Linked DNA regions of Sus scrofa: region 1 is linked to region 2. A link is a contact called in public HiChIP or PLAC-seq data. All regions are on one chromosome and are shown on one strand. The core of a region is the stretch at or near the end of the contact, and the rest is flanking DNA. Distances in the headings are between cores, read along the strand shown.

Region 1 (4,063 bases), core at 1,194-3,693, 74 kb before region 2:
CTTCAATCTACTTTTTTTTTTTTTCATGTTATTCACCATACCAGCAGAATTCAGAATAAACTCATTTTTACCTTTTTCCCCCATATAGAACTTTGATAAGTACATTTTACCTAAAACCAACTTTGGGGCTGATTTTTTTACATGAACATGTTAACTGCCCCCAATGTTTTTTTAACAACAAGATTTCACACAGTTATCAAACTCACTTAAATTCCAGAACTTTACTTATACAAAAAAAACAAAAACAAAAACAAAAAAAACTTTCACAGTGCCTAGTCACGTTTTGACTAAAATACCTAACTCCCAAGCTCTTAGTTTTTCAATTTACCTTTTCCAGGTTGCTACCTTCACCAAAACCAGAATTCCACAAGTCTCAATTAACTACAGCCTCCCAAGCTGTCTGTCCACCAAAATACAGGATTCTCAAGGAAAAGTAAATAATTCACAAGTGACTGATTCCATTGGTAAGAATTCGCTCCTTTTAAAAATTTACCTTAACTTCAAAAATCTTTGCTCTTGATGTGGTTCGGAATAGCATAAATCCTCTGAGGAAGCAGTTGTCACTTAACGTGCACTTAAAGATGAGTGGCTTAAAGATCTGACAGTCTAAGTTCCCCAAATACTAGTCATAAGGTCTCTCATGGATGGTAAATTTCACACACACAAACAGCCCGGAAAGAAAGCAAAGAAACATACCTGGTCATTTTCTAAACAGGTTTGATAGGTTTGGTTCCCTTGTAAGAGCAGAGTATTTACTTATAATCTTTTAAAGCAGAAGTGGCAGCCAGAACACTGGGTAAATAAAAACTTCAGAGAGTTTAAAACACCCTGCATCTTAACTCACTTCCCCTTGATGCAAGGGGACGGCACTGCAAACCCCCGGGCAAATGAGATTATGTAACAGGTTTTTCCTCTCCACTTTATTCATCACAGGCTGGATGGAGGTGTGCTTTCTCCAAACGATTCGAGGCACTGGGGATTTTATTTAGGATCTTTGCAGCGGACGGTTGAGAAACTTCTTCAGGATTTTGCCATATCCATTCATTTTAAGATCTCCTTATATTTTCTCAAGTTAATTCCCAGGTTGTTATTGTTGAAGTTTTAAAGGAAATAAGCCCGGCAGCACCTGAAATCTTCAGTCTTGCACAAATATTTTCCTCCCCGGTGTTTCATTACATGAAAAGTACACTCGATACACAGACCCTCGGTTGTCTCCCCGGGCTTTTTCCTTTCTCACGTTTTAGGGTTAGTGTAAATAAAGAAGTCACTGGCACACCGAGCCCCCAACACCCTGCCTGTGTAGGAGGGCGGGGGCAGCGCATGAAAAGCGAGTTGGTGGAAGAAAGCGGCCCCGTCACCACCCAGGTGGCCCCGCTGCTTACACCCAGGGCGAGTTGGGGATAATGGGAACCGTCAGGCCGGGGCCCCACTTGGCAGGCGTGTTGTGTAACAGTCGCGCCTGGAAGCGAGCGGCTTCGCCCGCGAAGGGACCGCGACCGCCGGCGGCTCCTGGCGGCGGGACCCGGCCGCTCGGCCCCAGTCCCCGCGCCGTCCCCCGCCCCCTCCCCGCGCGGCCCCCCTCGTCCCCCCCCCCAGCTTCCCACGCGCGCGCCGCTCCGGGCCGCGGTCGCCCCCACCCCGCCCGCCCGCCCGCCGACCCGGGCCCGGCCGCCGGGAGGGCAGAGCAGCCGGGGCGCGCGAAGGAGCGTCCATGCTGCCGGCGCGGCGGGCGCCCGGCCCCGCGCCCTCCCACCCCGCCGTCCGCGCGGCCACTTACTTGGGGAGCTACCGACCTCCCGGCTCTCTCGGGGGGAAATGAAAGTTGTCACGGCGTCTCCCCGCGGGGCCCCCTCGCCTCCCGGACCTGCGAGGCGCCGCGGCGGAGCCGGGAGGGCGGCTGCGCTCCTGCTCGCGTCCGTCCCGTCGCGCTCTCCTCCTCCTCTTCTTTTCACTATATTATCTTCTCCTGCTCGGAGGGGCGGGTGGGGGCGGGAGGCTTAGGAAGCGAGGAGAAGTTTGCAACTTTTCTTCACTCTTTCTCTCCCCCCCACCCCCGATCAGCCTTGAAAAAACACTGCTGAAAGGGGTGAGGAACCTGGGGAGGTGGGGGGGCGGCGGGGGCAGGGAGAGGTGATGATAGTCGTTTGAAAACTGATCAGAGCCCCCCAAACAGGGACACCCAGAAAGAGGGGGAAAGGCGGGGGGGGTGGGGTGGGGGTGGGGGAAAAGAGAAAGAGTCGCTGGTCAGGAAACTTCAAGCGCGGATGAGGTCATTGGTTTAAAAATAAAGAGATGGCGTCACTTGAAACCAATCCCAGTGAATGAACTCAGCGGAGCCCCGGGGAAAGGAGGAGACAGGCGAGGGCAGGGCGGTGGGCGCCGGGCGGGGCCGCGCGCCGCCCGCCCAAGTCCGGAGCGGGGCTCGGCGCCTGGTCGCGGCCGCTCGGGGAGGGGACGGGTCACGTTCCGTTCCGGGGCCCGGCGGCTCCGGGGCAGGTTCCGCGGGCGCCGCTGGGAGGAGCCGGGCGGCTGGGGGAGGCGGACCCGCGGCCTCCTCCTTCCGCGCCCGCGTGCCCGCCGCCCCCGGGGGCCCCGAACCCCGACCTCCCTGCCTGGTCTCGGCCGCGCGCCTTAGCGCCGCGCCCCAACAGGTATTTCAGGGTCGCATCCCCCACCCCCACGCCAGCGAGGAGCAGAACCTTTTCCTCCTGGTTGGGCTGTTTCCAGCTGCCTCCCCAGCGTGAAGAAACGCAAACAATGATTTGAGAGAATTACAATCGCTCTTTAAAAACCCAAAATGCAGGGCACCGCCGTCTCTTAGGAAAGAGAAGTAACAGGTACTTTAAGAAAAATCACATTCAGGTGGTCAGGCACTCAGCTGCCTCTCTGTGTCTGTCATTGAAAGCCCCCACCTGAATGCTCCTAATATTCATTATTTTACTTTGATTAAATTTACTCAACATTTCCTATTTACAAATGTAATGGGAATGAGCAGCCTAAAATGCTCTTTAGAGGTATGTTCTATATCGGGCAGCACAGAATCATCTTGAAATCAAAACAGAGGTTCACTGCCTCTTGAGAGGTGCAAGACCCCATTGATTTAACTTCACACACTTCGTGCATTTTTAAATTTGGACTAATTAAAATAGCTTTGTTTTGAAACTACATTACACACTTGGGGAAACTAGAGACCTGAGGTGGTGACAATCCAGGACTTGGAATCACTGACTAGGACAATCAGATCTTTATTCTAGTGTTCTTTGAGCATTTGAGCATGAAGCTGCTTCAACTGAGAAGTACTCACGTGGATATCACATAACAAAGATGTGATTAATGACGGAAAAGCACACTGCGAGTGAACTGCTCCAGGAGCCAGAATTTGTAGGCAGGAATAGTGTATCTCCTCAAGTGTTCCATTTGCAATGTACTCAATTTGGGACCTTGGTCCCGAAAGTCATCTTTGTTCGGAAATGTCTGTTTGGACACTTCCAGGGGCTTTTTGTTTGCTTGTTTAATTGGCAAAAGAACTGAAAAGCAGGTTTGGAGTGAGAAAGCTGAAACATCTCCATACTCCCTTTCTGCCTTTAAATCGTGCAGCTAAAGTGCATTTGCTATTATAATCATTTCAGGTTAGTATTAGGGTAAGCCTCTAGGAGCTTCCAGCCCATGTTTTAGAGGAGAAAAAGGAGTCCACCTGGAGATGGGAATGCGCTGAGCACATCAGGCAGTCACTGAAGCCTGAAGGCCATAGATTTGACCTCTTTTAAGACTTCTATGGAGGGGAAGCAATCGCTCCCTGCGCCCTGTCCTCTGGTGGCCACGGGCTGTTACTGCTTGTGCTCTTCCAGGAAAGCTCTGATAATCGACTGACCACAGTCCTGCTGTTTAGAACAGATTCTAAAGGGTAGTTGAGGAGGATCTGCATCTCCAATCTGCTCAGCTGGAGGAGTTGGGATTTGGGGGAAGGAAGGAAGAGAAAAAATCCTTGTCCTAGCAGGGATCTTGCCAGCATAAAAGACTCCACAAGAATTCGAGTTCTCTTTACATGCTACAGCTCCAGCCG
Region 2 (4,200 bases), core at 735-3,234:
TAAGCCCTTTAAAGAGACTGGGAGGAGTTCCTGTTGTGGCTAAGCAGTAACAAATCCGACTAGTATCCATGAGGATGCAGGTTCAATTCCTACCACACCCGCTCAGTGGGTTAAGGATCCAGCATTGCTGTGAGCTGTGGTGTCGGTTGCAGACATGGCTTGGATCCCACGTTGCTGTGGCTGTGGTGTAGGCTGGCAGCTATAGCTCTGATTCGACCCCTCACCTGGAACTTCCATATGCTCCTAAAAAAGGAAAAAAAGGGGGGGGGGAGACTGTTCTTTGAAAGCTATGGCAGGAAAGCAGAATAGAGGATTCATTCAAAATTCCCTTAAAGTTTTCATCTCCCATATCCAGCTGTTGTGAGCCAACAGCTGGAACTGCTTTATTGACTGTCTGGCGACTTAAAAGCAGATGATGTTCTCAAGCTCCCAGCCCTGCAATCCTGAAACCAGATACACACACGCTTGTCACCAGCAATTCTGGGGGCCATTTTCCTGCAGAAGTAAAATCACACATTCTCCAAATCACAGGTGAATCCTAATTGTATAACTCAATTAGGGTTGATGGAGAGTTTTTAAGCAATACTTTTATTTATTTTTTTTTGGAAGGTCACCCCCCACCTGGCCTTTTTAGGGCCACACCTGCTGCATATGGAAATCCCAGGCTAGGGGTCGAATCAGAGCTGCAGCTGCCAGCCTATGTCACAGCCACAGCAACACAGGATTGGAGCTGCATCTGTGACCTACACCACAGCTCATGGCAACACCAGATCCTTAACCCACTGAGCGAGGCCAGGGATCAAACACCCACCCTCATGAATACTAGTTAGGTTCATTAACCACTGAACCACAACGGGAACTCCTAAAGCAATATTTTTAAAGAGGCTTATTCTAGTAAGTCAGACAGAAAAAGATAAATATGTGAAATTGTTTATATGAAGAACCTAAAAAAAAGAAACGAATGAAATTATTTACAAAACAGAAACAGGCTCACACAGAAAATAAATGCATGGTTACCAAATGGGAAAGGAGTGGGAGGGATAAATTAGGAGTTTGGGATTAACACATGCACACTACTATATATAAAGTAGTTAACCACGAAGGCCCTACTGTAGAGCACAGAGAACTGAACTCGATGTTCTACAATAACCTAGATGGGAAAAGAATCTGAAAAAGAATATATATCTGAAGCTCTTTGCTGTATATCTGAAACTAACACAACATTGTAACTCGACTATCCTTCAATTAAAATAATAATGATAATAGTAATAATAAGAGGCTTCTTCTGAGAATGAAGACAGAGCTTTTGAACATAAGTGTTCAGCTGAGCAAAAAGTTCAGAATGGCCCAGATTAAAGGGTCTCAAAAATTAGAGGGTCTGATGGAAATGAGATGGGCCAAAAATGAATTTAACCTAAAATAAACGTAACTGTCTGTTTACCAGAACACAGGAACCTTTAGGCAAAGTCTAAATTACACTGCTATGGAAAGTCCATGAATTCTCAGAGTCAAATAATAAATGGAGAAAAGAGAGGCCCTGGTAAGTGTGGATGGCACAACTGTGAGTTTGGTGACATGTTGGGGTTTTGGGAAAATCCTACCATTTGTAAAATGGGTTTAAAATAATATTTTGACTAGTGATTTCATGCCTCTAAAGGGTGTTTGTTATTTGGAATTTTTTCTGATGTTCAGATGCTTTATGTTTTGTTTTGGTTTTGGTCACACCCACAGCATGTGGAAGTTCCTGGGCCAAGGAACCATAGCAGTGACCCAAGCTGCTGCAATGACAATGCGGGATCCTTAACCCGCTGCACCGCAAGAGAACTCCAGATGATTGGTGTTCTGAACACACTGATTCCTTAGTCCATAGCTGCTTCTGGTGCTCAGCGATTTCCACTATCTTGTTGCTATGAGACAAGACCTCCTGGAAACCTCAGGTATGAACAGATGGACTCTGCCTGCTGGCCACAGTGCCACCACGCGGTCGCTCTGCGAACAGCTGGACGAAGTCTGTTTCCATGGCTCTCACGTCACAGCCCTCTAAGGCTGTCTCTGTTCCAGAGGAATCAGCAAGTTCACTGAACAGTGGGGAAAGGTTTATTCTCTTCAAATTCTTCTGAACACAGTGAGGATTTTTCTTTACCCTCCAATCAATGAATCATGCCGCAACCAGCAGAATGACAGAGTTAAAGAATGCTGGACTGGTTGGTAGAAGGCATTTTATGTGACCCCCTAATATGACCTCTTGGACTTAATTTCCTCTACCAAACAATGAGGGGTTTGCTTGGGTTAGGTCTCCCAGCATCTCGCCTCTTGCCCTTCTCAGTCTAATTCTTTGCTTCTTTTACACATGGTTCTTAGAGAAGAGCGTAACCTTGAGCTGGTCCTGGCCCAGCAACTCCAACACAACTTGCTTCTGTTGCTTCAAAGTGAGTCTGGCAGGTGGCAGCAAGACTGGGGAGGCAGACGGTGCGGGGAGGTGAAGCAAAGCCCTGTGTCCACCAGAAGAGGCAAATTGCCACCCTTATCTGGCAAATGACTGCTCCCCACAAGCTTGGGGGAGGACCCTGGGGGTAATGTAGTCCTTGCTGAGAGCTCTGGCCCAGGCATCAGCTCCAGGCATCTTGGGGAGACCTGTGATGGAAGGTCCATGGGGAAGTGCATCCAAAAGGATGTGCTGATGAGCTTTGAGCAACAGGCTGGTGGGATCAGCATTTTTCGCTGAAGATTAGAAAAGGGAAAATTCAAATGCCACCTCAAAGGCTGCATGCCTATGCCCTCCTCTGAAGATCTAGGGGCATCTAGAGCTAGGTAGGGTAGTTGCTCTCCTCTGAACCCTGCTCCCCACTGTTAGCTTGTTTTTCTTTTTTGGCCGCTTCCATGGCACATGGAAATTCCCAGGCCAGGGACTGAATCTGAGGCTTGCTGCAGCAACACTGGATCCTTAACTCACTGTGCCCAGCTGGGAATCAAACCAGTGTCCCCAAAGAGACAAGCCAGAGCATCAACCCACTGTGCCAACAGCAGGAACTCCCCATTACCTTTCTTGAACTCCTGTTTGGAGGCTACATGAATCCACATTAGGATGCACCTCACTGTGTGCCTAATAAGAAGATTGGAGTCGTTTTCTTATTCCCCTCCAGCAGCCTGCCTCCCTGGGACCTAACTCTGGTGCTCAGCAGGTAAGTGTGAGTTACAGTGAATTGTATTCTTGTATTGCTAAGACTTAAGCAAATCGTCACCAGTCTGTGCATTACATCAAGTTTCCTCCAAGTTCAAAATCAAGTAAGACAGCAGGAATCCTAAATATTAAACTAAACTAAAAAAAAAAAATGTGAATTATCAACATGCTGGGAAAATATAGTTGAATTATCATTGGTCATAAGACTTTAGCGCTCTCTCCTTTGTGCTTTGATTAACACTCTTAATTTGTCATTATGGGGGGGATTTCTTAAAAAACTAACCTCAATAAAAAGAGTTTGTATGAGGAGTTCCTATTGTGGCTCATCGGGTTAAGAACCTGACTAGTATCCATGAGGACACAGGTTTGATCCCTGGCCTCCCTCAGTGGGTTAAGGATCCGGCGTTGCCATGAGCTGTGTGTGGCACAGGCCACAGACAGACATGGCTCAGATCCTGTGTTGCTGTGGCTATGTTGTAGGCCAGCAGCTACAGCTCTGATTCAACCCCTAGCCTGGGAACTTCCATATACAACAGGTGTGGCCCTAAAAAGAAAAAAAAGAGTTTGTATGAGATTGTCTTGCTGAATTTCCACCCACTGGGGTAAACTCACAGATTGTTAGAATGAAGCTTAGTGGGAGATCCCTTCATGGCTCAGTAGAAACGAATCTGACTAGCATCCATGAGGACACAGGTTCCACCCCTGGACTAACTCAGTGGGTTGAGGATCTGGCATTGCCATGAGCTGTGGTGTAGGTCACATACACGGCTGGGATCCTGTGTGGCTGTGGTATAGGCTGGTGGCTACAGCTCCGATCAGACCCCCTAGCCTGAGAACCTCCATATGCCATGGGTGTGGCCTTAAAAACACCAAAAAAAAAAAAAAAAAAGAATGAAGTAATCATCTAGCCTTTTTGGTTTAAACTGAGACCTAAAATACACATATAAATAAAATCAAATTAAATTCTACTTTTTATAATCTAACTTAAATAAATTAAAAAATCAAAGTACTGCAGAGGT

The links. HiChIP or PLAC-seq counts read pairs in DNA pulled down with a chosen protein or histone mark.
Region 1: an H3K27ac HiChIP or PLAC-seq map of alveolar macrophages shows a contact between it and region 2. The contact joins the promoter of DUSP16 here to the enhancer-like site in region 2. A contact is called at or near these places in 2 of 5 promoter capture datasets (fetal liver and liver), 3 of 47 Hi-C or Micro-C datasets (embryonic fibroblasts, heart right ventricle and skeletal muscle) and 2 of 2 datasets of contacts at active chromatin or transcription factors (alveolar macrophages and skeletal muscle).

What each region holds. Positions count from the first base shown.
Region 1 is chr5:59,868,282-59,872,344 of Sscrofa11.1, reverse strand. DUSP16 (dual specificity protein phosphatase 16) reads right to left here and starts at 2,443. Exons shown (of 7, transcript XM_021092338.1): 1 at 1,778-2,443.
Region 2 is chr5:59,793,930-59,798,129 of Sscrofa11.1, reverse strand. No RefSeq gene overlaps it. Among named protein-coding and RNA genes, the nearest start is that of CREBL2, 35 kb to the left of the region's middle. Within about 2 kb of position 1,984, at least 6 of the 83 cell types and tissues checked have an H3K27ac peak or open chromatin away from gene starts, as enhancers often do. A contact at or near this core is called in alveolar macrophages, where this site is marked.